Linked DNA regions of Zea mays: regions 2, 3 and 4 are each linked to region 1. The links are chromatin contacts, called in public Hi-C maps. All regions are on one chromosome and are shown on one strand. The core of a region is the stretch at or near the end of the contact, and the rest is flanking DNA. Distances in the headings are between cores, read along the strand shown. Region 1 holds the start of LOC541985 (MADS14). Region 2 holds the start of LOC100281706 (Heat shock 70 kDa protein 8). Region 3 holds the start of LOC100278445. Region 4 holds the start of LOC100283875 (polygalacturonase).

Region 1 (6,883 bases), core at 2,395-4,894:
TGAAGCTATTTAGAAATTATCTTCATCAGACTTCATCTTGTGTGGGAGGTTTCAATAGTGGTTATAACACGCTCCCTTCAAATCATGAATACATGGAATTTCTGATAGTGTACTATCAAAATTTTGAAACCTTGAGTATCAAAACTCGTTTCTTAAAACAAGTGAAATACACACATCGTTCACAATCTAGTGAAAATTTTAGAAAATTTTTTTGAGCATAATGAAATATAAAATATGGATAAGAAAACTGTTGGTAACAAATGTAGTGTCAAGTCTCTTTTACCGGTGGGGTAGGGTAGGGGTGTATTAGAATCCATTATTTGATTTGGAGTTTCTTTTGTAGATTATAATGCATGATGCTCTAGTGTTGCGGCTCATCCATATAAAAACAATGTAAATAGCTTTTGGATAATTGCATTTTCTAACTTGTAAATTAAACCAAAGTTGAAACAAAGAACTCTAGTAGCTAGTGCCACTACAATGACAGTTATCCCTGGCCTAATTGCAGGGGTAGAGCTTGCTTAAGGCTAAGCTAGGCCATGGTCACCCTTGGTCAATGTGATCCCTGTTTTCTAAATAGTGATTTTGTTCTGTTCTTTATTGTTTAATCCTGAATTATACAGAATCCACCACCACCACTAAATCCTATGGTCAAGCTCTACTCTGGCTAGCTGATGACATAATCTTTATGCACCACGTGGCACATTCCCACAACATTCTTAAACAATTAATTTGAACAATTTTACAAATGTGCACACGAATTGCATTTTTAATACAATATATATTTCACAAAGTAAGCAGGATTCTTCAAAGTTCTTCTTAATGCAAATTCATATCATCGATATATAGACCATTTTTATGCATGAACTATGCTTTATGTCTCCACACTGTAATTTAATGATCATAGGAAAGTACAACAAAATATGATAAATATAATGACGGTACAAGCTCTCTGTGTACTATTACTATGAACTATCTACTATCAATAAAGCTGTACATATATACACATTTCCATGTCACGCTGGTTTCACTGGCTAAAATTGTTCTTCTATGTATTTTCCTTTTATCTGTTATTTTATTACTTATTATGTCAACACTATACAACCGAACAATCTCTATATACACTCTAATGTGGAAAACGCTAGATGCTTTGGGCAATGAGATAGGCATATCAGCAAAGTATAATTTTGACCATATTATATAATAAAATGTATTAGAAAAATCTAATAACAAACTTATGGTATCATGAAAGTGTATTCAACTAAATAATTTAGAAAAATCTTTGATAGTCATATATAAGTTTTAGAATTAGAGTTTTGCCACGAACATTCTATTTGTGACTGGAGGCGGGCGTATGTATGCACGTACTCCTCCGTTTTTTTTTTGTTTGACGGTTTTTTTCCCCAAAAATGAACTGTGCAACGTCAAATATTTAAGAATGGAGATATATAGTAGTAGTTTGTCCGGTCAACAGTAGTTGACATTATTTACATTTCAAGTTATTTGAGTTAAGGCATTGATCGTTATTATATTTTATACTGAAATACGTTTATATATCTAAAAATTTATGAGAATATGATTTTTATTTTCGAACAAAAATATGTTACTTTTACATTTTAGAGTATAAATGTTCTAAATTTTAAGAGTTCGTCTGCTGGAACTCTGGATCTTTCTTAAAACATCAAGAATTTTTTACTGCCTGATAAAACATATACAAACAAATCATCTATTACCTGGAGTCCCTAAAAGGGAGGGAGATCTGTGAAAAATGGCAAAGAAAATGCTACTGAGCCGGAGTCTGAGAAAAATCTTACATGCATGAGATCGAAAAGGGAGGAGAGGTAAGTGCTACAACTTCGAGAAAACATTGATATGATAGACAAATATTCTTCAGAAAAAAAACTACGAAATGAAATGTTCCTGCATGCGGGTAAATAATGCGCTGCACATCGGTTTATGGTGCTTACGCACAATGATGAAAGCAAGACGTTGAAACTTCACAGTATTGCATGATGTATGCGCTGAGCTGCTTGATATGACTCTACAGTCTACACAGGACTCAAGAAAGATGTGAGACAGCATTTTGAGATCTCGATGAGCATCAGCTATCGTTCCACCTATATACACTCCAATGGAACAGTAGCATATAGATCAGCAGATGGGGGCTTCAAACAGCTCTAGTGACCGAACCGGTGAGCTAATAAGCACATCGACATAAAATGGGTTGACAAAAATAAAGGAGTAGCACACAGGCGATCTGACGAACAGAAGGCCGGGGAAGAGGAACGGGACGCATGCAGTAAAAATAAAATTTTGGGGGTGGATAACTGGATATGGAATTTGGCAATTGGCAGTAAATAATGGGCTGATGTTTTTTTACCATTGCCTCTTATTGCAAGAGAACATGTTGAAAAAAAAAACTTGTTTGAGGTACAGGTTGCTATATATCCATCAAGCTCACGAGATCTACCTTGGGAAGTGAAAGAACTGTACGCACATGCATATATATACATAATGTTTGTTGTGACGAAGAAAAACCCATTTTTTTTGTTAGATGATGAACTGTAAGCAAAAGAAATCGAGGATATACTCCACAAAATTCTTTTGAACAAAAGATGTGTCATAATATCGTGTTCCTTGTACAGAAGCAGTAAGTAGTAGAACACAGTCAATAGAGGAAGATCTAGGTTCGTGTGCCCAGATCTCGATCGGTTACCCCGCAGTGATAGAACGAGGTACATAAAAGTAGTTGTTGAATAAATGAGGGGCGGCCAAGAAGGGAAACGAATCAGCCCAGACCAAAAAGGAAGAGAGAAAATTCTACACAGAAAGATTGAGCTCAGTGACCATAAATTCCAAATCAAACGAGGACGAACAGAAAGAAAGGCAGATGTCCATGCGTGGAAACAAAGCCGCCAAGACTATAGCTAGGACGAAGAGAGAAAGCTTTCCAAAGAGACAGATACACAAGATCTATCTATGAGGAATTGCGAGTCTTCCAAGTAGCCAACAATAAAAAACGTGCTCAAAGTGAAAGCGATCGAGAAGATGAGCAAAGCAGAGAGAGAGAGAGAGAGAGAGAGAGAGAGAGAGAGAGAGAGATCCAAAGTTCAGGTGCTCTCCTTTTTAGTATATCAATAAATTTTGTTCATTTTGGGGGTTGCGGAATATACATAGATCAGATATGCATACAGGGGCAAGCGGGAGCGCGCGTGCGTCGTACGTACGTACCATGAGGAGCTGGAGAACTCGAAGAGGCGGCCGCGGCCGGAGAATATGATGAGCGCGACCTCGGCGTCGCACAGCAGCGACAGCTCGTACGCCTTCTTGAGCAGCCCGTTCCTGCGCTTGGCGAACGTCACCTGCCGGCTGATCTTGTTCTCGATCCGCTTCAGCTCCACCTTGCCGCGACCCATCTTCCCTGCTAGCTAGCTGCTTGTTCCGTCCCCCTTCTCTCTCTACCTCTCCGTCCTCTCTTGCTCTAAAAAAGCTCCCTCGGGAGTCCGGCCTGGGTTGCTTTGAGCAGCAGAGAGATGCTTATATTGTGTGATCGTAGTCGTCGTACCCCTTGGGGCGAGATCTTTTTTACTCAAGCGGCGCTTTTGGAGAGTCCTTCTAACCTAACTTCTTCCTCGCGCGCGCCCACTCTCTCTCTCTCACACACTCAAGTAATTATCGATCTATCTACTTGGCAGTGACGCCGTGATCCATCAGGTAGCGACCAATCAATCACTCGCCCACCGGGGCAGCACCAGGAGCTGTTGCTTTTTGCGAGGTGCATGGTGGTGGGGACGGCGACGGCCGCGCCCGCGAGGGCGAGGGGACGGGGCATAGCGCCCTGATAGACGCGTGATAGCCGATTGATGTGCCGCCAGTTCGCCCGTACCAGCGCGCGCCCCCTCGAGTCTCCTCGACCTCGCCCTGGCGTACGTCCAGACCGCAATAATCTGGCGCGGGGAGGAGGACCGGAGGTGGAGCCGTTGTCCGTGGAGGGGGCGGGGCCGCGGGGGCGGGGGCGGGACCTGCAGCATGCGATGCAATAAAGGTCGCCGTACGCGGGTGAGTCGGAGAGGGAGAGGGAGAGAGAGAGAAAGAGAAAGGAGAGGGGGAGGGCACTAGGCGATCAGAGCACATGTCAGGAAGTAGGCGACGCGTGTCGATGCGCGTGCGGCTGGAGAGTTGGAGGAGCCAGACAGGACTGACCCCATGCACTGCTGCTCTATGGCGTGTAGGTGTTCGGCTCTAGGGCTCGTAGGACTTCGGCTTTCTTTCCTGTCAGGGTTTTTCTTTTGGCTGCTCTCTGCTACAGTGTTTCTCTTGTTTTTATCTACCGAAACAAATGGAGCTCGAAATGGGTGTGAAGTATTTTTTTAAGATAAAATAGAACAAAGTTCCAGACTCGCTCGTCCAAAAGTTTTGGTGGTCTCCAGCAACGTTCTCTAGATATTATCTATCTTTTACGGTATAATCTAAAAAATTATGTTCACTATATCTTCTCCATCTCGAGCAGTGTCCAATAAATTCGGTCCTCTATATTTATAGTAATAACAGATTTTTTATTCCAATTTATTTTTCCTCAAAATTGCATTGTTTGTCGTTTGTAAATTATATACATATTTGAATTAAACTTAAAATTAATTATTTAAATTTCGAAAATAGTGACTTCGTAAATTAATTAGGTTAACTCAAATTGACCGTGCCAACATTCTTTATAATTTTTCCAGGTCGAGCATAAGAAAACACTATTGTCATTGTTAGTCGATCATCAATTATGTATTACTTCAAACATGTGATAAACAAAACCATAGAAGCGAGCATATACCTCATGCACAACAAAGATATGAAAAACAACAGAACAAACACTTCATGTTTCCCATTCTAACTGAAAGGGAAATGTGCTCTTGGGCCATTTCTAAGTATTTTGGTGATTAAGTGTCCAACATAAATGGTTATGTGTTAAACTATGTCAAATGGTGGACAAAGTGTAAATCAATACAAAGGTATGATTCTAGACTTAGTACATTGGTTTTTGTGTACTAACATATTTGTCTAAGTGCTAGAATCAGAGAAAAGACAATGGAAAAGACTTGGCTCGAGCAGCCAAGACTCTGCTCAGTCTAGGCGCACCGGACTGTCCGGTGCGCCAGGCTGGCGTCTGGTGAACTGCCTACTCTCGGGTCTCGACGGCGGTGTACGGCTAAAAATCACCGGACTGTCCGGTGAGCCAACGGTCGGCCGCGCAATCCGCGCGTGACGCGTGGCCGAGCCAACGGTCTGATGGGGGCACCGGACTGTCCGGTGTGCACCGGACAGTGTCCGGTGCGCCAACGGCTCTAAATCGTCAACGATCGGTTGCGCCAGAATAGGAAAGAAATCTGCACCGGACAGTGTCTGGTGGTGCACCGGACTGTCCGGTGCACCAGTCGACAGAAGGCAAGAATTGCCTTCCTGGATTGCTCTCAACGGCTCCTAGCTGCCTTGGGGCTATAAAAGGGACCCCTAGGCGCATGAAGGAGCACACCAAGAATTCTTTGATCATCTCTTAGCACCAAGACATCTCTCTAGCGCATTTGATTAGTTGTGATAGCAATTTGAGCTCCTCTTGAGTTGAGAACTCTGTGTGTGATCTTAGAGCTCAAGTTGTGACTTGTGTGCGTGTTTGTGCTCGTGCTTTGAGGCTTGTGTGTGTTGCTCTTCCCACTCTTACATCTGTGCTTCTTTGTGATCATCTCATTGTAAGAGCGAGAGGCTCCAAGTTGTGGAGATTCCTCGCAAACAGGAAAGAGTAAAGAAAGAAGAACAACGTGGTATTCAAGTTGATCATTGGATCACTTGAAAGGAGTTGAGTGCAACTCTCGTCCATTGGGACGCCACAACGTGGACTAGGCAAGTATTGTACTTGGCCGAACCACGGGATAAATCCTTGTGTCTCTTGTGCTTGTTCTCACTGTGTCAATTGTGGTTCACAAGAGCTTTCTTTAACCATTTGATTTCATTGTGCTAACACTTAATCAAGTTTGTGGCTTTAAGTTTCAAGTTTTTACAGGATCACCTATTCACCCCCCCTCTAGGTGCTCTCACTAATGCACATAAAAAGTTGACATATATTCAGCAAACAACATAGTTCTAATTGTTCAAACAACATAGTTCTAATTGTGTCCCTATCGCCCCCTATGAGATCAGAATTGTAGTAGCCCACGTAGTCCACGTCGTTCAGAGGCTCCTAGTCGATTGGAAGGAAATCATTAGGAACAACAACATCGATATCATGAAGTACGTCCATGCTCCTGACCTCGCACTTGCATTCAAGAGCTAGCTGATCAAGGTCTCTAGCGAGGGACTCAATCTCCACTAAGGAATGGTTAAACTCATTGAACTCTTGTAGTTTTCATGGTTCGAATGCAGCATGCACCACATCTACAATGGTGGCACAATGCTCCTCAATAGCTCCCATCATGTTTGCGAGGGCTTTTTAGAGCTTTTCATTCTTCGAATCATGGTCTACATGAAACACATTTTTAGTTAGTGTACAATTCATAAAAATATCATTGACGACACCATGATGATGTATTATTAAACCAAGAACCATAGAGACGACAAATCCTATGTTCATAAAGGGAATCGAATGCAGGAACCAAACATTACTGATTACACATAGTGTACCTCTGTTTTGGATTGGAATTGTTGAACTTCTAGACAAACAAAACAAAGCCTACACATATTACACAACTGAACTTACATGAATTGGAGAAAGTGTATCATGATCAGGATTACTTGTATTCTGTTTGAAAAGGACACAAATGCAGGCAAAAGTTCTGTTCGAAAACATATAAAAACCAAAAGAGTAAGTGTATTGAAATTAAACTTACCACCAGGCAGAGAT
Region 2 (6,883 bases), core at 2,497-4,996, 230 kb after region 1:
GGATAGCGTTCTGCATGCATCCTCTTTTCCACTTTTTCCAGCTTTTGGAGGACAGCAGCTCGGTGCAGTTTTCTTTTGACTAGAGTACAACATCACCAATGGTTACTGCAGTTTGTAGGACAACATAGTTACATCTCTAGAAAGCATATGCTGCATTCCATTGGGCTATAAATATATATCTCAATCCTTAGATAGATATGACATTATATGATGTTTGATAAAATAAACAGAAATTCGTCCAACTTATAGTGCCATCTCTCAATAAGAATAAGAGTAATATTGCTTACATCGAGATAACACCAAACCAAAGACTTGCAAGCCCTGCCAAACAGGTCCAAGCCTAAGCCGGGATAGACCACTCGTCATCCATAGCTACGGATAGCTTTAGAGATCCCGTCGGTGAGTACCCATATTTAGGACCGATGTGATAACCTTTGGTTAAGTAAACCTCGTCTTTTAATTTTCATCTATCTAATTAATTTTATAGTTAGACTATATTTAATACACGTAATTATAATATAGTCTAATCATTCAAATATTCGACGATGTAGTTGGATGAAACCTAACACCCCTGTACACGTGTATATTGTCCCGAACCATCCTCATGCACTTCCGAGTTTGCACAGCACTCGACAGAAGGATGAAACTCTCAGTTTCGTACTGCACACCAGCAGTCCAGCAGTCAACAAATCCTGAAAACTATGAAGTACAAACATCCGCAACATTCATCTCACATGTACGAGACATTATTGCACAAGGATGAAACTGGTAGTTCAGTTCTGAAGACTGCCCAACACCAACAGCACATAGACAGCGCCCACACAAGACGGGGGACAGTGACACAGTGAATACTGAACACTGAGCATCCGCTACATTCGCACAACGCACCAGCTACTTACGAGGCCTCGGAAGGCCACATATCATGGCTGCAGCTTCTTCGGAAGAACAGCAAGGTCGAGAATCCTCCCATACATCTTTGCTAGAGCTTGCCCACACCAACCATGGCCATCGTCCAGCGTTGGCATCCTCACCTCGATGAACGGTGGAATGGCTGGGCCTTGAGGCTTGACGACCCCTGCGAACACCCTGAGGACATTGGCAGCATCGATATCCATGCATACACTGATATCAACTGCTCCCTTAGGGGCTGCCGGAATTCCAGTAATCTTGAAGTACCCTAACAGATGGTTATCTTCAGCACGTTCCCCTTCTCCTTCATACACAGCAATTAGGGCTTCGGTCTGCTTGTCGTGTGTCGTTGTGAACAGCATGTCCCTCCTTGCTGGAACCGTCGTGTTCCTAGGGATGATCGCAGCGAAGCTATCACCGTCGGCACGGATTCCCAGGTTCATGGGAGTTGCCTGGATCGTGAGAAGATCCAAGCTCCCCGAAGGATCATTCACTCCCGAAGCTATGGCTCCTTCCAGCGCAGCACCTGAAACAGCAGCTTCTAGAGCATCTATGTTCTTGTAAGAGACCTCCTTCTTGCACAAACCCAGGACAAGGCTTCTGATTCTGGGGATCTTCGAACAACCTCCGACCAGTATGACATCATTGATGTCCTCTGGTACCAACTTCGCATCAGCCAAGCACTGGTTGATGATCTTTTCGCACTTGTCGAAAATTGCCCGGTTGACTTGTTCAAACTCTGAATGGTCTAGAACTTTGGACACCATGTGGCCATTCCCCAAATCTATATTGATCTCCACGGATTCTTGACTAACGAGCCTGTGAATTGCATCTTGAGTAGCAATTCGCAGTAAGCTCATCGACTTGATTCTATCCATTGTCTGGCCAGCATATATACCGTCAAAATTGGGAAGAACATGGCGCATTATGTTCTGAAGTATATCCTCCCCACCAGCTGTGCATCCTGATAATGCTCTTATCTGAGAAACACCTCCAGCTGTGGCAGCCACGGCCACATCACAGTACCCAGCACCCATGTTAAATATCAGAGCAATTTTCTCGATGCCGCTTCCCATATTGTCATGCACAAGCTGCTGCTGCTGCTGAGCGTACAGAAGCGCCACAGCAGTTGGTTCTGGCATCAACCTCAACACATGCAGCCCAGCCATTGCACAGGCTCTCTCAATCCTGGTCTGTTGAAATCGACTGAATGCAACTGGTATTGTAAGCACAGCATTCCTAACGGGATGCTTAAGGTGCATCTCCACCAAGGCCTTCAGTTCAAGTAGAAAGATGGCAAGGACCTCCTCCGGAGTTGTAGATCGCCACATGTTGTTCACGAGCGCTGCAATGAATGGTCTCACACCGATACCCAATGTCTGCACAAGAAATGGGAGAGTCTTACTAGCTTGAACCACTTCATCAGTGTCCATTCTTCCTATCAGGCGTTTCATGTTGAATATGGCACTTCCTGACAAGATGTCTCTTTCCTCGTGTGCATTTTCCTTGGCTGCACCTCCAGTAACTCCTGCTGAAAGAGTATCATCTTTGAACATGACATATGACCTCATCCCTTTCTGATTACGGGTATTCTTTAAGAGCTCAACTTGGTGGCCATTCCAAATAGCAACACTGCATTTGGAAGTCCCAATGTCAATGCCAACAGCAACATCAGGGAATGAAGCCTGTGATTTGTCTTCCCCGGTGGTTTCACTATCCGATGCCACGGTATAGAATTGTTCAGCCATCCTACAAACAATATTGCATCAGATATACATTGCTGGTATACAATTCGTTTTTAGGAACAAAGAAGCTCAAGACAGGAAAATTGTAGATCGAGCTATTATGAATATATATATGGAAGAAGTGTGAACAGGTTAACAAACAGCATGGAAAGAAGCCCTATGTGGCACACACCCTGGTTAACACAGATGAGACATGGCAGAAAGTATCGAGTAAGTAACATCTTGGCATACAGCTGACTAGCCGAGTGCTACAGTACCAAACCTCAGGTTTAGCGTTCTACTGCCCGGCTACAATCACAAAGCTTCCATGGTACACCACTGAGCCCAGCCAGGTTAATCGACTTGCATAATAAGTCAATTTAAACTAGTAATAGATCTTGCATTATATATTCAGATGACACAACCCTGACATACTGCGCCCCATTCCCCAACTAAATTCCTAAACGTGCCGAATAAACCACATATATACACCGAATTCGAAACAAGAAGGAAGCGAGGATTAGGAAACCAAGGCGAGAAATTCCCTTGACCATTCGCATAGTCTCTGCAGTGCACATAGTCTCTGAAACTATGTGCTTCGTTCAGTTCCCCTTCCCCATTTCCTCGTTCCATCTTCAGTGCAAAACTAAGGTGATCCACTAACAAAAAAACACCAACATCCACATTTGTTCCATGTTCAGTGCAAAACTAAGGTGATCCGCTAACCAAAAAAACACCAATATCCACATCAAATGATCGCATAATGTATATCGCCGGTGGAACTGTAACACAGACGCGCAATGGTTGGCTAGCAAGAAAAAAATGTGGCGTCGAATGTGGACACGCAGCACCAAGTAACATGGAATGGCAAGGTTCATAGCATTGCTCCGACGTCCGACTAACGAAACCACAGTTCGAAGTAATGAGGCGCAGGAGACTCAGGCGATTAGTCATTACTTACCTGGCCAAGCGACGGCGACGGGAAGGGGAACCTCCGGGCGGTGCTCTGTGACGCTTCTTCGGAGAGGTGATGAACAACAATTGCGGTGCGCGTGCGATCCGATGGGGCGTGGGGAGAAGGGGGTGGAAGGAGGTAGAAGAAGGGTGGAAAGACGAGTATCGGGGCGCATCTTCTGGAGACGACGAGAGACCGCGGGCAGGCACGCGGCGTGCGCTCGCCGACAGGCGGAGCCGCTGAGTCCGAGGTCGCTCGGTTCCTGCTAGAAGAGTCGGGAAGCCGCGGGACGTAAGGATGGCAACGGGTAAAATATCCGCGGATAGTGTCTCTGGATATCCATATCCACGACTTATATCCGAACCCGTACCCGTTACCCGCTATGGATAACAAACAGTATCCACATCCGTTACCCGCAGGTAACGGATATCCACGGATATATCCGTTTGTCCACTACACATACAAAATATTTAAATCCAGCAAATTCAAACATGATATCATATTTGTCCAGCAAATTTAAATATGATAAAAACATAAATCCATACAGAATTTGTCCAGCAAATTCAAACATGATATCATATTTGTCCAGCAAATATAAAATTGTCTACGGATATCAAGTGCTACCCATATTTGGGACGGGAGTACAAGATATTTTAACGGATATTCGGGTATTTGGGTATGGATATTGATTTTTCTTATCCGTTTTAAAAATATCCACGGATATCAAGTGCTAACCGTATCCGTATCCATGGGTACAGACTCGTACCCAAAACCGTGCCCAATGGATTTTTTATCCGCGGGTACGCGGATAAATGACATCCATTGCCATCCCTAGCGGGACCATAGCTGGGGCACCTGGCCTAGTCGCCGCGTAGCCCGATTTTTTTTTTACATTTTAGCCCTTCCTCGAAAAAAATCATGTTTAAACCCTAGAAAATTTTAATATCATTTTTGGATCCTAACGTGGCACCGAGTTCGGCGCCATAGATCTTGGCGCCGAGCTCGGCTATGTACACAAAGCCTGTCTAGCTTAGTTGGTAGAGCGCAAGGCTCTTAACCTTGTGGTCGTGGGTTTGAGCCCCACGGTGGGCGTTTAATATTTTTTTGTCTTTGTCACTTATTTGTTTTTTGTTGTCCAGATTTTTTGTTTATGTCGCTAATTTGTCCGTCCAAATTTATTTCTCATCTAGATTTTTTTGTTTTTGTGACTGATTTGTTTATTCGTCCATACATTTTTTTGTTTATCCGGCGAGCACAGCGGTTGTGTGCCACAGTGGCCGCGAGACAAGACGGTGGGCGTTTAATATTTTTTTGTCTTTGTCACTTATTTGTTTTTTGTTGTCCAGATTTTTTGTTTATGTCGCTAATTTGTCCGTCCAAATTTATTTCTCATCCAGTTTTTTTTGTTTTTGTGACTGATTTGTTTATTCGTCCATATATTTTTTTGTTTATCCGGCGAGCACAGCGGTTGTGTGCCACAGTGGCCGCGAGACAAGTATATAATGGAGTATACTTTTATTTAGTACAGAGGAAAAAGATTAATATGTGTGCTTCTTTTTATATGGTCATAATTGAAATAAGAGTGTTGTCATTTGATTTTTATTGTGGTTAGCTGAGCAAACAAGGGGGAAGTTGACGGGTTGCGGCCATTGTGGCACACAGCCGATGTGCTCGCCGGATAAACAAAAAAATCTAGACGAATAAACAAATCAGTCACAAAAACAAAAAAAATCTGGATGAGAAATAAATCTGGACGGACAAATCAGCGACATAAACGAAAAATCTGGAAAAATAAACAAATCAGTGACAAAGACAAAAAAATATTAAATGCCCACCGTGGGGCTCAAACCCACAACCATAAGCTTAAGAGCCTTGCACTCTACCGACTGAGCTAGACGGGTTTTGTGCACACAACTGAGCTCGGCGCCAAGATCTATGACGCCGAGCTCGGTGCCACATCAGTGTCACGACGTCCGTTCGTGCCAGCGCAGCACGTACCTCGGCGCCATAGCCTATGGCGTCGAGCTGTGTTACCTCGGTGTCATAGGCTATGACGCCGAGCAAAGGATCCAAAAATGACATTAAAATTTTCTAGCGTCTAAACGTGATCTTTTTCCGAAAAGGGTTAAAATGCAAAAAAAACGGCCGCGTAGCCGCCTGGCATGGGCCCTTGCTAGTTGCTGCACATGAAATCTCTAGTGAGATCTCGGCTGTCTGAACCTGTGCCGTGTCGCAGATCTTCCTTTGCTAGTACTGGTGGAGGCCTGGTACGTACATAGGCTCCCAACCATTGGAGACGGAGGCCTACTAAGGGAGTGATATACGGATTTGGGCTTCCCATTGAGTTGCGCTCGGTACTTATCTACGTGATTGGTTGCCTGGTCAACTAATGCATGGCGCGCGCGTGTATGGTTTGTCCAAACTAGGGATGGCAATGGGTCGGGTTCGGATCGGGTATGGTAAATATCCGCCCGCGACAATACCCGCGGGTATTACTCATACCCGCCCGCGACTATACCCGCGAGTAGGAATTTGTACCCGTGCCCGTACCCATCGGGTATCGGGCGGGTATCGGATACCCACGGGTATAATCACAAAACAATATATCTGTACTGTTACAGAAGGTTGACAAAACAATATATGAGTACATTAGCGTTTACACTTGAACCAAACAATATATGAGTACTGTTACAAAACAATAAATGAGTACTGTTACCAAACTTCAAAGTATTCAAATATTTAATTCAACAAAACAGCAAAGCTGCAAAGGTCTCTTAACAAAACAGTAAAGGTCTCTTAACAAAACAACAGTGCTTGAACAGCAAGTCAGCAACACATGTGCGCCAGTGCGGCAGCACCCAGCAGTGCTTGGACAGCAACACGCCAACACCAGTGCGTTGTGCGCCAGGCCGCCAGCAGTGCTGCTGCTGCTGCTTGCAGCTTGCTGGCTGCTGCACAGATTTGGAGTTTGGACAGCAACGCTGCTGCTCCTTGCAGCTTGCTGCACGCCTGCACAAAGATCAAAGACTGTAGCACAGTGCACAGCCAAGACAAAATAATTATTTAGTTAATCAAAGCAAAGAAAATACTTCAAAATTATAAGTATTTACCTTTGTTGAACATCAAGTCATCAACCTATGGAGCATTCAACATATCAACAATTTGGTTCATCCTAACAAATAATGAAATGTACAAGTAAATATAAGTATTCAGTCAATGAAAGCAAAGAAAATAAATGTTAACAAAACCACTATTACCATTTGTTCCTCTTCATCCTCCAAACAAGTTGCCAGTG
Region 3 (6,883 bases), core at 1,140-3,639, 210 kb after region 1:
ATATATACTGTCACGTGAGTGGATTTGTCGATCATAAACCTACATGGCTACATATGATGTACTCTACCGACTACCGCGCTGCAAATTGATTTCAACAAACTGAAATTGTTCCAGAGAATTGACGGTCAACTACCGAACAAACGAATAATCAACCAAATGCGAGCGCGTGCAGACTTGTTCTTTAGCACAGTATCCGACAGTTTATTCATAGTTATTCAAAACACTATTTTGTACTATCCATAGTCATTTAAAACACTATTTTGTACTGTAAACTGCACTGTTTATAAAGTGGAGTTTAAATATGAGAACAAAGATTTTAAGTTGTTGGAGATAGTTATTGTTTCTATTATATATTCCCGTTGCAACGCACGGGCATTCAGCTTACACTTCATATGTGCTACATGGATTTTGCATCATATCTATGTTTTACACAATTTTTTTTTACTTCCGTGGCAACGCACGAGCATATACCTAGTAGTCTATAGAGCCCAGTAGCCCACCTCCAAACTAGTCTTTTGGAACAATCTGCATCTTCTTTTGACACCATTGTGCTCCTCCCAACGGCTAGTCTACCATATACTCCAACGCTACCCCCCCCCCCCCCCCCCCAAAGCTATGAATCAAAACTAAAAATAGCTAAATTTGGAAGCCAAAACAATATTCAGGGTTCATTTAGACCAGACAGAACAATATCTACCTAAATAACCTGTGCTGATAAAGTTATAATTTAGCGTGAGCACCTGAGATCTATTTGGGCCGAGCCTCAACAAATATGAGATGATTTGATGCAGGTCATAGCTATAGCCACGAGAGAGTGGATTAGGACTAGATATAGGCTCGAGGGCATCTATGATGCACACATCCTGTTGCTGCCCTGGGAAATTAGGAATATGAACGCAGCCAGGCGCAATTTTAGTTACTACTCCCCCATGTTGAAATGTAGTGTATTTAACTTATATTGAGTCTGAACAAATATATAGAAACAGAAAAGAATAATAATATTGTTAACATCATGTAAACTATATTGGGGACGTTGTAGAATGTATTTTTATTATAAATTATCTCTTTAACTTATGACAAAATAAAAATACAATATAGAGTGAATATCTCACTGCAGACAATGTGGGAATCAAATAGCGTCAACACTCCTACTTTTCATGCCAGCGTGGCAGAACAGACAGCAATATTCCTACTTTTGAGAACAGAGACCGAAAGACATTCAAAATGGTAGTAGTAGAACATGCCGCAGCCTGGATGCCTGCTTTCTCTGCAAAGCACGTCCCAGACCTCCTGCACCAAACTTGTCCGCTCGATGCCCATCCCATCACCCGCTAGTCATTGCTCTAGCGGTCTAGCCCGGCTTGGATGAATTCGGATGTCTGAAGATCCGAATTACCCACGTTTGTATTCGGATAAAATGCTAATATAGATATCCGTATTCGTATTCGATTTTAATATGGGTGTTAAATAGACATATCCGAATTCGTTTCTTCTCTATCTGGTTTAAGATTCGTATTCGACAACATTCGACAAAACCGTGAAATATCCGATATTATTCGTATCCGAAAGAAAAAGTATTCAATAAAATCAATTTCAACTTACTTTTATTACTAATTACAAGTAATTTTAAACATTAAATAATATACTAAGAACTGAAGTACACCATTTAAAGTGTTAAAAATATTTATATCATAAACAAATGTCTGTGTTAATTTTACATTACTAGTGATATACAATGATAAATTTTAATAATATTAAAAAGCCTAATTTTGAATACAATAGATTATTGGAGTTTTAGAGTCCAAAATACAAATATACTTAATATAAAAAAGATTATAATTAGAGTCCAAAATATAAATATACCAGGTATAAATAATTTATTTAAAAATATGATATTCAACTATATGTTTCAACTAAATAATGTATATGTACTATTGTTCATAATTTACTTGTAATGTGAATTTTATCAACTATAAATCCATCGATAAAACAAATTAATACTTGTTATGATGTTATGTTCTAAATCAAGTATCCGAATATAAATTCAAATTCGAACTATCCATTTTGTATTCGTATTTGATAGTATTCGTATTCATATTCGTATTCGAATTAAAATATGGTAAATAGTGACATTCGAATCCGTTTCAATGTGTATCGAATCCAAATCCATCCCTAAGCCCGGCGTGGCTGGGCTGCTGCCGAATCGGAGCTCCAGCCCGGCGTAGGGCAATCCAGTCATTTTCGCCGCGAAGATCCTTTCAAATCGTGGCATCTCACGGAAAACGAGAAACACCGCCTCCCTTTCCATCCACCTGTCGTGCGTGCAGTCGTGCACTGCACCCGGCCTTTTTCCTCCCAGCGCCTTCTCCCTCTCCGACCAACACCTTCCACAGACCCAAAGCAACCCGACCGTTGCCGGTGCCGCCTCAGCCCCAGGAAAAAGGAAGCCCCTCGTCCGTCAACATCCCTGGTCCTGTCATCCACGCGCGCACGTTCACCGGCGGCCCCTCTCTTTCAGTTCGGTCGGAGGGCCAACCCGACCTCCGAGGCCTGAGCGGCCTCGATGTCGGCGCGGCGGGCGGCCAAGAGCCAGCACGCGGCGGCGACGCCGAGGACCATCAACCTCAACCTGGCGAGGAGGCCGGGCGGCGGGAGGCCCAGCCGGGGCGCGGGGCGCGCGCAGACCCGCCCGGCGCCGCCGCAGCCGGCGAGGCAGGTGCAGGTCAACCTCGGCGCGCTGTTCGAGATGGAGCGCCGCGTGCGCGGGCTGGAGTCCGCACCGCCATCGCCGGCGCCGGCGTCGCAGTCGCAGGAAGACGCCGAGGAACGGGAGGAGAAGTGGCAGTTCCAGGCGGAGATACTCCGCGCCGAGTGCAACTTCCTCCGGATGGAGCGCGAGGTCGCGCTGCGCAAGCTCGACCGCCACCGCGGCCAGATGGAGGCCGCGCTCAAGTCCGCCGTCGAAACGCTCGTATCGGTAAATACACACGGCGACACAACACGCATTATTCCATTTCCGACTAGTCATCGGCTCCATCAAAGCACCGCATGTTGTGCACCGACATGATGATGTTCTCGTATGGGTGCTGCTATACCACAGGGGAGGAAGAAGGTCGACGGGAAGGGCGACGTCGGCGTTGCGGCGGCGCTGGACGAGGGGATCGAGGACCTCGAGGAGATGATGGAGGAGCTGCGTGTGGAGAAGGAGAGCGGGAGGAGGGCGATGGGCGGTGCCCGTGAGCTGCAGCGGAGCCGCGGCAGGAACTTCGATCGGCAGGCGTCCTCGCTCCGCCGGCGCCTCGAGAAGATGCCGCCTGCCAATCCCGATCCCCTCGTCAAGGACATCCGCGAGATCGCCCTGCCCGTCCCCGCGCCACCGCCACCGCCACCAGCGGCTGAGCAAAGCGGCGACGATGAACGCGTCCACGGCGCCAACACCTCTGATGTAAGTCGCAGCGGTACTGATACGCAAATCGCATACGCAATGATGTTGTGTCGCTGTTTCAGTCTCGGGATTTTGCCGATGACTAAACGTACGGTGTCTCCTCTGCACGCTTGAAGGTGGAAATGCTGAGGATGAAGATGGAGGGGATGTCAAAGGGCATGCGCGAGCGGATGGCGGAGTACAGCCGGCGCCTGGAAGCCGTCGCCTCCGGCGACAACGCTGGCTGCCAGTCAAGGAAATGCGGCAACCGGCACAGCCGAAAGGCGAGCGCAGGCAGCCAGAGAAGCTGGAGCGGGGGCAGCACCGCGAGCAACGGCAACGCCCCGTCGGCCCTCGACGCCGGCCCGCACGCCCGCAGCCGCCAGAACGTGGCGGCGGAGAAGCGTCAGCAGCAGCACGTGGTACGATACTACGATTCAAATTTGCTCCCTCGCACTGTTCATAACACAGTTCATTAGCTTGTTCACTACTCTAGCTTCGATATTCCTCGCTTTCTCGGGAAGCAAGATTAGGAGTACCAAGGGAATGCGAATCGCTGACCTGGGGGTACTTCTGGTCAGCGACGCACACTCCACTTGACGCCATTATCAGTCCACGATTAAGCTGGTTTTGTTCCCATCCGGGTTAATCAGGGCGAGCTTTGAAATTGCCTACAGCACCGGATGCAGTGCTGGTCGTTGCTGTACCGTGGGGATCACTTTGTCTTGTACAGGGTTTGTAGGGAGATGAGTAATTGGCTGATGATCACCTCTGGGGCCACGAATCTATGGATTGGCACGTTGCTACCAACATCTAAAACATTATGGCCCTATGGGTTCCTTCTCGGACTGATACTATTACGCTGCTGGTAATAATCACTGTTTTCTTTTGCTGTGGAGCATGGAACCATGTGTGAGAAACTTGGCACTTTTAAGCCTTTTATCTTTGCTTCACCTCGCTACTACTGGAGGGTACTATATAGATGGATTTAGCATGTGTTTCCCTGATTTGAAATCGTCAATGATTGCGATACCGCCCAAGCTGTCAGTGACTCTGTCCAGTGGTCCTTGGGCCTGGGCCAAAGAGTTGGAGCTTTTCGTTAGTTCTGTTCTGTTCTGTTTGTTACTGCTCATCTGAGACGTGGGCGGTGGGCCTAAGGGAGGCTCTGCTTGAACATCATCAAAATTGTTTTGTTTTTCTGGGTGCTTATATTTCTAGACCGCGTCTGCACTTGCACTGCATGCATATGTGGCTTGTCCGCCTGACTGCATCTCGTCCAACAAGTGTTTTTGTGAGCACTAGTCACTTGGCTTCAAGAATGGTGATGCCGTTACCGTAGCCGTACCTTTTATTGTTTTGGCGGATGAAAGATTCGCTGTCAATGGGAAAGTTTGAATACGCGCCAACAAAAGAAAAAAAAATCAATCTGTTCTGCAAATTTGAAACTGCAAGGAGGTGAAGTTCAGTAATCAGTTAAGACAAACTGGCACGTGCCAGAGCAGGAACTGAAGTACCTACTTTGGCAAAGGCGTATACATAGCTTTGAAACCACAAACCGGCACATGATCTATCTCAGTATCTGGGCCAAGTATGAGCTTCAATAGCCTATAGGAGATGTTGCCCCCACAACGAGAAAGCAAAGCTTTTTCCTGGCCAGTTCGAAAGGCCTGGGCCAGGCTTAGGGCATGTGTTCGTCGCCGAGTTGCTTTCGCTCCGACTGCTCCGTATCAGATAGACCATGTCTGCTCACCAGCAGATGTGCATATCACCATAATAAGTTTGCTATGAGTGCATATAGATCGACCGAAGTTGGTTGGGTCTCCAGTTCTTAATGGCAATCCAGTACTATGCATTGACAGTAAAGCTAGTTGGTGAGGCAATCCATTCAAATCTGAAGCAACTGGTAATCATGCTTTCGAATTTTGTCGACACATACTGGGTAAAATTTTATGGCGTTCTCCCGCCTGCACCCTCTCCTTCTGCCCCTATGGCCCAGTGACGTTTCTTGCATTACTCCTTCCGTCCCATAATAAGTGTCATTTGTCGAGAAGTTAAAGTTTTCTAAGTTTCATCAAATATATATAAGACAATACTAATATTTGTAAGGTGTAATAACTATCATTAGATTGGTTGCAAAATATACTTTTACAATAAACTTATTTGAAGATATAAATTTGATGTTATTTTTTATATACTTGGTCAATTTTAAAGAATTTTGACTCCTCCATAAGTGTGGTGTGCCCTTAAATCATGACAGAGGGGGTAGATTTTTTGATCACTGAATCATTTGTCAGTCTTCAGACTAAAGTCATGCTAAATCTACTCATATTGCTTGCGAAAAGTTTTAGTGGTAACTGTTCCTTTTTCCCAGCAGATTATGTCTGGAGAGTGCAAATTGGTGGGCTCCGCAAGTTGCAGGGACTGCAGGGAAATCATGTGGAAGATAATGGAGCAAGTAAATGCAGAATCTGATCAATGGACTGAGATGCAAGATATGTTGGAGCAGGTCAGGTTGGAGATGCAAGAGCTGCAGTCTTCCAGAGATACCTGGCAGCATCGGGCTATGGCTTCTGACATCAGTCTCCGCTCCTTAAATTCTCAAGTAAGCAGAGGTTCTACCTATGCTTATGCCCTCACAATTGAAGTTATTCGTGTCCAATGTAAATGCACTGTAGTATTGTGCGTAGATCAAGTAAAAAACTATTTTGAATGGGGTATTGCTGAGTGCTGACCACACTTAATAAAAAAAGACTATTTTGGCACTAAAAAATTACTGCATTTGGTATGATGAATTACTGCTGAACTCTGTTTGTCAAAAAGAACCGCAGAACTGACGGTGAAATAGTGGAGGTACGTAAGTATAATGCTATATTTTAGGTTTCATCTTTTTGAGGTGTTATTGAAGGTCTATGTATTGCGTTATACAAATCTGGTCACTAACTTATAAAAGTTACCATCAGAAATTGGTAAAAACATTTTTTTGAAGACTAATCTAATGATAAAATGTTATATGTCAAAACATGGCATTACTTGTATTCCATGCAACCTGACATAATAGTACCTGTTTTTTGTATTGTACTGGAAACAAAATGCTATCCTGGACGGAAGACTAGCTATTGCTCTAGTTCATTATATGTTGAACACAACATTTGTTTGCGTGTATCAGTTAAGTGTATTGAGCCTGAATGCGAAAATATTTGTTGCTAAGTTGGTTAGGTGTTGTTCGACTTCTCGTGTCTTCTTCTTGATACAACGTCTGGGGCTTATCAATGTGTGCCCGAAGTATCCATTTTGTCAATGTCAATTTGTGAGATAGTCAATCTAATCGAAAACTTTCAACGTGCGGCAGTTACTGGAGTGGAAAAATCGGGGACAGGCGTACGAACAGCGTGCGGAGGAGCTGCACAGGAAGATTTCAGAGCTCGAAAGCAAGCTACACACTTCCAAAGCCCATTTACC
Region 4 (6,883 bases), core at 3,038-5,537, 160 kb after region 1:
TGCTTTCACCTATCAGTAACTTTCAGTAACAATTGAAAGGGGGGCAGACCTAGTGCCAGAGGCTCCCACATGAGTGGGGTCTGGGGAAGGGATAAACCGAGGCAAGCCTTTCCCTTGCAAATGTGGAGAGCCGAAGACGTTGCTTTGAGCCCACAATCTAGTGACTCAGTGAGAGTTCTCACCACTACAGTAGGTCTTCCCTTTAAAAAGGGAAAACTCAGTGCCGAAGGCTCCCATATGAGTGGGATCTAAGAAAGGGATAAACCGAGGCAACCTTTCCCCCATAAATGCGGAGACAATGCTTCAAAGATGACTAACAATACACGAAAAAATTAGATTAATTAACTATTTAAGATAGGTGCCAGTAGATCCGTCATGAGAAGCACTTCTTTAACATGTAATCCTTTCATTTTATGTCATATATTGCTAGTCAAAACCTTGTGAACTGTGTCAGTGTATTAATGAACATATTTGTGATCTGTGGGTTGTAAGTATAAAACCTGTGGCTGATATTTTCTCGATAGTTTGTACTGGAGACAAGTTGCATATGTACCTCAGTAGCTTGCTACTTTCCTGCTACTTCTTGTTCTGGTGCTCAAATAATACATCCATTTTTAATGTTTGTTTAAATTGATATCAGATTCATTGGTTTGTTAGACAAGGGGAAAATTTATATCAGCTAAATATGTGACACTTTCCAGCATTTTTGGTCGAAGTAGCTTACCTACTGGTACAATTTAGTCTCAAATATATCCAATCCAAATAAACTAATTAACTTATGTTGTATTGCATTGATCAGGTGATAGCCCTCAATAGCTCTGGTGCTGCAGAAGGCGAACTTTATATGGATGACGGCAAAAGCTATGATTACCAGCAAGGGGCATTCAGCCATCGCCGATTTGTCTTTGCAGACAATAAGCTAACTTCATTCAATATCGCACCTGACAATTTGAGCAAGAAATTTACAAGTGGTTGCGTGATTGAAAGAATTATAGTCCTCGGTTTACGATCCGGAGTGAAGAAGGCTATTATTGAGCCTGGAAACCAAGAAGTAGAAATTGAATCAGGGCCAATTAGTTTAAGGAGTGGTTCCAGCCCAGTTGTGCCAACAATCCGGAGGCCCAATGTTCGCATCGCAGACAGTTGGACAATATGGATAGCGTAAGAGGTTGTCCATTCACGTCTGGAGCCTGATGTCTCTTTTGTTTGCTGTCAGGTTGCGAAGTTAGGCCAATCTTTAGAAGTTTAGTTGTGGCCTCGATCATTGCGCATATCATTATGGTTTTGTGGCCTCAAAATATTTACATGTAACTGGTACTTAAGCTGTTCCAACTGCCAATTTTGACAGAAATACTGAGAGAGATTGCTGATGTATATTTGTAGCTTTCATACATGAGTATTTGAGTTTATTATCTTGCAAAAATGATAAACAGTTACAAATTCCGAGAACATGGCAACCGAGTTCTATTTAACGTTTCTTTATCTTATATAGCCTTTTATTTAATACTCCATTCGTTCTTTTTTATTTGTCGCAATTTAGTTAAAAATGAACTAGCGGACGACAAATATTTAAGAACGAATGTATGTAGTATCCGTTATAGCCTTTTATTTATTTATTTATTTATTTATGCAAGATGTATCAGTTATACTGTCCAAAAGACTAGAACGATTTCATATCGCGTATGTGCTCTCGGTTTGGGTATCCTCCTTTTATTATATGCCAAGGAGGGTCTGTTACAGATGGCTTGAGATCGTTGTGCTAAGGTAAAGTGGAGACCCCGGTAAAAGCCTTGCCATGCGTCGATATCTCTGCTTTGTAAATCTCCAGCCGTGCTTCCCTTCGTTGTATTGCATGCTTCGTAGGGCGTCCGAGGACTCATGCCTAGGTCTTCCGGGTCATGAGTGGGGCTCAGGTCAAAGACTCATAGGCCATGAGTGAGAGGAGGACCAGTTCCTTACTGCGTTGTGACTCGGTGCTAGAAAAAATTAATAAATGTGGCATGCACGATTTTGATGGCAAGAGGAGTATGTTGGCCACACGTGGGTGGCTTCCTTGCGGTTCGTCTGACCCCTTTGTCTGGTTGTGCCTCGCTCAACCCTCAAAGTCGACGCACAAGAATCATCTGTAGGCAAACAAATTTATTTAGGCGGGCCTCCCTCCACCCCCTCTGACTCGTGCCCTTAGGGGTTGGAGGATCCAATCCCCGACACTAAGTTACTAGTAATAAAAAAACTCATCTTCAAGGGGGGCTAGGTAGCTGTAGGTGAATCAAGACGGAGAAAAGAGACAACTTTGAGAGTAAAGAGATATTGAGATATATGATTTGGATCTCGACATCATAGATCATGACACCTTGCCTTTGCACTAGAACTATGGTGTTGTTTGGTTCATATATTTGAAAGGTGAACGATAACTGATAACGTTAAACCATATTTGTTTAAGTCCAACGTAATCAGATATCATACTAGAAACTGATAAAGTTCTATTCAAACTTGTTACCGCCGGTAATCAAGCGTGAATCAATACCATTATCATTTAGATTACATTTCGTGAACCAAACAACATCTATAATAATATCCACGTAGGGTTGACAATAGACTCTAAATTTTACACATAAGATTTAATGATCAGATCAGACCCTATTTTTATTCATTTTTAAACTAAAATTTATTTAAAGACCTATTATTTTGTGAAGAAGTATTTAGATCACGCGATCTATTACCACTCCTATATCCATGTCATTTATACTATAATACTTTAACGCGATGACCTATAACGCTGATTCGTGTAGTCTCTGCGCGGTAAGTCACGATGATCTAAACCCGATGAGCTCTCATCTCACGTGAGATGAAAAAAGGCTAAAAAAAATTCGGGCGTGAGGATCATGCGTAAGACAAGATAGATATACATGCGTTTATGCTTGCACAAAGGACCCCTGATTATTTAGGCCCTCCTAGAAAAGGAGGAGGGTCGATTTGTCCTAAAATTCCCTTGGGAAAAACTAGCAACTTCCAAACTACGGGCCCCCGAAGAAGGCTGCAACAACGCGGCTTAGCTACACATCCAAACTGACACATGTTCATCGGAGGCTCCAAATATAAGTTAATAAATAATAACCCTGGTCCCGGGTATGGATGGCAATGGGTCGGGTTCGGATTGGATAGAGTAAATACCAGTCCGCGACTATATCCGCGGGGATTATCTATATCCGCCCATGACTATGCCCACGATTAAATTTTTGTACCCGTGCCCGTACCTATCGGGTATCGGACGGATATCGAGTATCCGTCGGGTACAGCAGCTTGGTGCATTCTCCCTAAATGAAGTATAGTGCTGTTCTGAGCGTCGCACATCGCCATGATCAGCGGAGGCACATAATGTTGTTGCACGGTGCAGTCGTGTAAATGTAGCCCTGGACATGTGTTGCTAATGTTTTTTTTTGCTAATAAACTTCCAACTCGTCAAAATCGGAGAGTAGCAAGCATAGTCGTCTGGTGTATTAACACTCTCTTAGCTCAAGTACTTGTACTAGATAGCACTAGTACTACGTACTGGCACTAGTACTAGAACTATATCAGAAGCATCAACAGACATGGAGGGATGACAGTATGATGAGCTGTCGAGGGTGGACGGCTAGCTAGCGTACTGATAGGTTGAAAATCTAAAATCACTATTTTCGGATATTCGTCGGGTACCCGCGGGTAAGAAATCAAATCCGTACCCGACCCATAATAAAATCGGATCGAGTACGGGTAAGACCCACGGGTCAAATTTCGTGCCCGAATCCATACCCGACGGGTCGGATATCCGAACCCGCGAGTAAAATTGCTATCCCTAGTACCTTGGTACTTGGAGAGATTTGATCTAGCAGAGGAAAGCACACTGGCGGCCCCCGCCTGTCAGCCGCTGCAGAGCTCGTGAGCAACGCAAGAGTTATGCATGCTCGCGGCGGGTCGTCGATCGAGCTTGTTAGGGCATGTACAGTGGAGAGACACTAAAACGGTTCTCGAAGCATAGGAGACAATTAAGAGACTCTATTGTACAATGAAGTGTCTATAAACGTAGTCTATTAATAAATACAGAATTAAATGTATTTGTATAGCATCAGATCGATAGAACAGACGATAAATTCGTACAGTGAGAAGTGAGGCGTCTGTTGTTACTTGGTTTACGAGCTAGAGGCGTCTCTTCACGGAGAGACGGCTCTAAGATTTTTTTGCAAATAACCCCTAAAACACCTTAAGAGCCCCCATATTAAACACCACTATACATGCCCTTATTATCTCCAAAGAAGTTGGGTGCTAATGCAGTAATGCTCGTCCCTTCCTCTCCTCTCCTCTCCTCGTCTCCTCCCCTCCATTCGCCTGAGCCTCCTCCCCATCTCCGGATGGGTGGCTCCACCACCACCGTCGTCGTCATGCTGATCGTCGTTCTTCACTACTACATGCTACTAGTAGACGGCGCCAGTTGGGACGAAGTTTCCTCGGAGGCTGACGGGCCGGCGCCGGCAGAGGGTCCAGACGACGAGCTGTGGCTGCCCAGGGCCGGACCGCCACCGAGGGTCGTCAACGTCGACGACTACGGAGCCGCGGATGCCGGCGTCGACGCCGCCGAGGTGAACCCAGCTTTATTTAACTCGCTCCCTGGCCCGTTTGTGGATCCCGATCGACCGCGGTTCTGATGATCTATCTCACACTCCACACGCGTTTGGAAACAGGCTTTCCTCGCGGCGTGGAGCGAGGCCTGCAACTCCTCCGCCGGGCGGTCCGTGTTCCTCGTGCCCGAGGGCAAGGCGTACCTCCTGATGCCCGTGAGCTTCCGCGGGCCCTGCAGAGCTGCCTCGGTCGCTGCAATGGTGAGAGATGAGTGAATACTATGCTATCCCGCGCGCTAGCTGCTGCTCTCTCGTTAGCTAGTGTTACAAGCTAATTAAGCAGATATGGTCAGATAAAGGGGACGCTGGAGGCGCCGTCGGACCGGTCGGTGTGGCTGGAGCGCGGCCTGCAGGAGTGGATCACGTTCGAGGGCGTCGACCGTCTCCGCGTCCTCGGCGGCGGGACGCTCGACGGCAACGGGATGCAGTGGTGGATCAACTCGTGCAAGCTCAACAGATCAGCGGTACGCTTGCGGCTTGCTTAATGATCAGTCGTCGTCGGTGTTTGCTTAACACTAACATTAACATGCCATGCGTATTTTTTTTTATTTTTGTTTTTTTGTTTGTGTATCCACCACCACCACCAGCGCTGCGTCACCGGCCCGACGGTACCTTCCCTGACCCGGCAACCCCGATGTATGTATGTATGTATGTGCGTCTGAGTTGGCGAGCTTGGTCAGGCGCTGTACTTGAGGAGGTGCACCCGGCTGGTGGTGGAGGAGCTGCAGGTGAGGGACAGCATGCAGATGCACGTGGCGATCGCCTACTCGCGGGACGTGGCCGTGTCGAGGCTGTCCATCACGGCGCCGGCGTGGAGCCCCAACACGGACGGCATCCACGTGTCCAACAGCAGGGAGGTGTCCATAAGCAGGTGCACCATCGCCACAGGTACGTGTATGTGTATGTTGTATGTATGAGGTGCCCCTTCTTCCTTCCTTTTCATGTGCGTGTGTGTGTGTCCAACACCATGCAACAACAATGCAGGTGATGACTGCGTATCCATCGTGACTGGCTCAACGTTCGTACGGGTGACCAGCATATTCTGCGGACCGGGCCATGGAATAAGGTATACGGCGTTTAATTTCACGTTTTCAAAATTTGGCATCATCTGTAAAAAGACATGATGGCAACACACACAACACAAGCTCTACGACTGTGCCTGTGCCTGTGCCTGTGCCGCAGCATTGGTAGTCTAGGAGCAAACAACTCATGGGCCCACGTCTCCGACGTCCTCGTGGAGAAGGCCACGCTGCTGGGCACGACCAACGGCGTCAGGATCAAGACCTGGCAGGTAGGTAATGCACGATCTCCTCGCTTGTGTTGTTGTAATAACTTAATTGGTTAACACACGTACTGCACTGCAGGGAGGGTATGGCTACGCCGAGAGAATTAGCTTCCGAGACATATCGATGCGCAACGTCACTAACCCGATAATTATAGACCAGAACTACTGCGACTCCGCCAGGACGACGACACCGTCTTCTTGTCACGACCAGGTATATATATATATATCTATACCGTCGTCCTACATCTACAGTACGTTGGTCCAAGTTTTCTCTGCTGCTTCTTCGTGTCGTCGTCAGATCTTCCAGAGTAACTCTCGTGCGCATGCATGCATGCACGCACACTTTGCACACACAGGGATCGGCGGTGGCCGTGCGTAATATAAGCTACAGAAACATACATGGAACCAGCGCTTCCAGAGTCGCCATCAGTCTCGTCTGCAGCGCCGCTCTGCGTTGCGACGGTATACGGATGCAGGATGTCTACCTGGTCGGAGAAGGAAGATACGCTACGTGCTCTTACAGGAACGCCACCGTCGTACAGTCTGGGTATACCTTCCCCTTTTGCAGTGCGGAAATGTAGTACTAGTAGCACCTACACATGAACTTAGGGCTCATTTGGTTTAGCTTTTGAACCTGTTTTTGTTTTTGTTTTTACAAAAAGCCAACCAATATAATGAGATGAAAAATCATAGTTGTGTGCGCAGTACAAACACATGTGTCCCACGAATGATAATGCAGACGACTATTGCTGTCATGCCTGACCGCCAGCCAATTCAAAACCGGCTCGCCGGCTGGTAGCTGGCCGCCGCCAACGCCACCGCCGCGTCCAACTGGCAGACTTCCGACCAAACGACGAACCGGCCCCGTGCGCCCCACATGCCACAGGGCGCACGCACGGACGCGGCAGCGCAGCTCCCCGAGGGAGAGAGAGACCCAGGGCCA

Evidence for each region. Hi-C and Micro-C count contacts between places; a contact is called where the count stands out from the background.
Region 2: a contact with region 1 is called in a Hi-C map of leaf, with 3 times the contacts expected there. The contact joins the promoter of LOC100281706 here to the promoter of LOC541985 in region 1. A contact is called at or near these places in 4 of 25 Hi-C or Micro-C datasets (ear, leaf, root tip and 1 more).
Region 3: a Hi-C map of tassel shows a contact between it and region 1, with 4 times the contacts expected there. The contact joins the promoter of LOC100278445 here to the promoter of LOC541985 in region 1. A contact is called at or near these places in 6 of 25 Hi-C or Micro-C datasets (ear, endosperm, leaf and 3 more).
Region 4: a contact with region 1 is called in a Hi-C map of tassel, with 3 times the contacts expected there. The contact joins the promoter of LOC100283875 here to the promoter of LOC541985 in region 1. A contact is called at or near these places in 7 of 25 Hi-C or Micro-C datasets (ear, endosperm, leaf and 2 more) and 1 of 3 datasets of contacts at active chromatin or transcription factors (leaf).

Annotation. Positions count from the first base shown.
Region 1 is chr9:152,988,043-152,994,925 of Zm-B73-REFERENCE-NAM-5.0, reverse strand. LOC541985 (MADS14) reads right to left here and starts at 3,644. Exons shown (of 8, transcript NM_001320931.1): 1 at 3,232-3,644. The coding sequence starts at 3,416.
Region 2 is chr9:152,761,288-152,768,170 of Zm-B73-REFERENCE-NAM-5.0, reverse strand. It overlaps LOC100281706 (Heat shock 70 kDa protein 8), which reads right to left and starts at 3,746. Exons shown (of 2, transcript NM_001154626.2): 1 at 3,595-3,746; 2 at 727-2,658. The coding sequence starts at 2,657. The coding sequence ends at 921. TRNAK-CUU (transfer RNA lysine (anticodon CUU)) reads left to right here and starts at 4,608; the gene lies at 4,608-4,680.
Region 3 is chr9:152,780,112-152,786,994 of Zm-B73-REFERENCE-NAM-5.0, reverse strand. LOC100278445 reads left to right here and starts at 2,389. Exons shown (of 5, transcript NM_001151723.2): 1 at 2,389-2,977; 2 at 3,101-3,445; 3 at 3,562-3,846; 4 at 5,799-6,026; 5 at 6,774-6,883. The coding sequence starts at 2,564.
Region 4 is chr9:152,827,704-152,834,586 of Zm-B73-REFERENCE-NAM-5.0, reverse strand. LOC100283875 (polygalacturonase) reads left to right here and starts at 4,287. Exons shown (of 9, transcript NM_001156773.2): 1 at 4,287-4,616; 2 at 4,719-4,856; 3 at 4,949-5,119; 4 at 5,243-5,263; 5 at 5,336-5,543; 6 at 5,640-5,721; 7 at 5,838-5,946; 8 at 6,020-6,151; 9 at 6,297-6,650. The coding sequence starts at 4,314. The coding sequence ends at 6,521. It overlaps LOC100279293, which reads left to right. Exons shown (of 6, transcript NM_001350284.1): 6 at 800-1,394. The coding sequence ends at 1,165.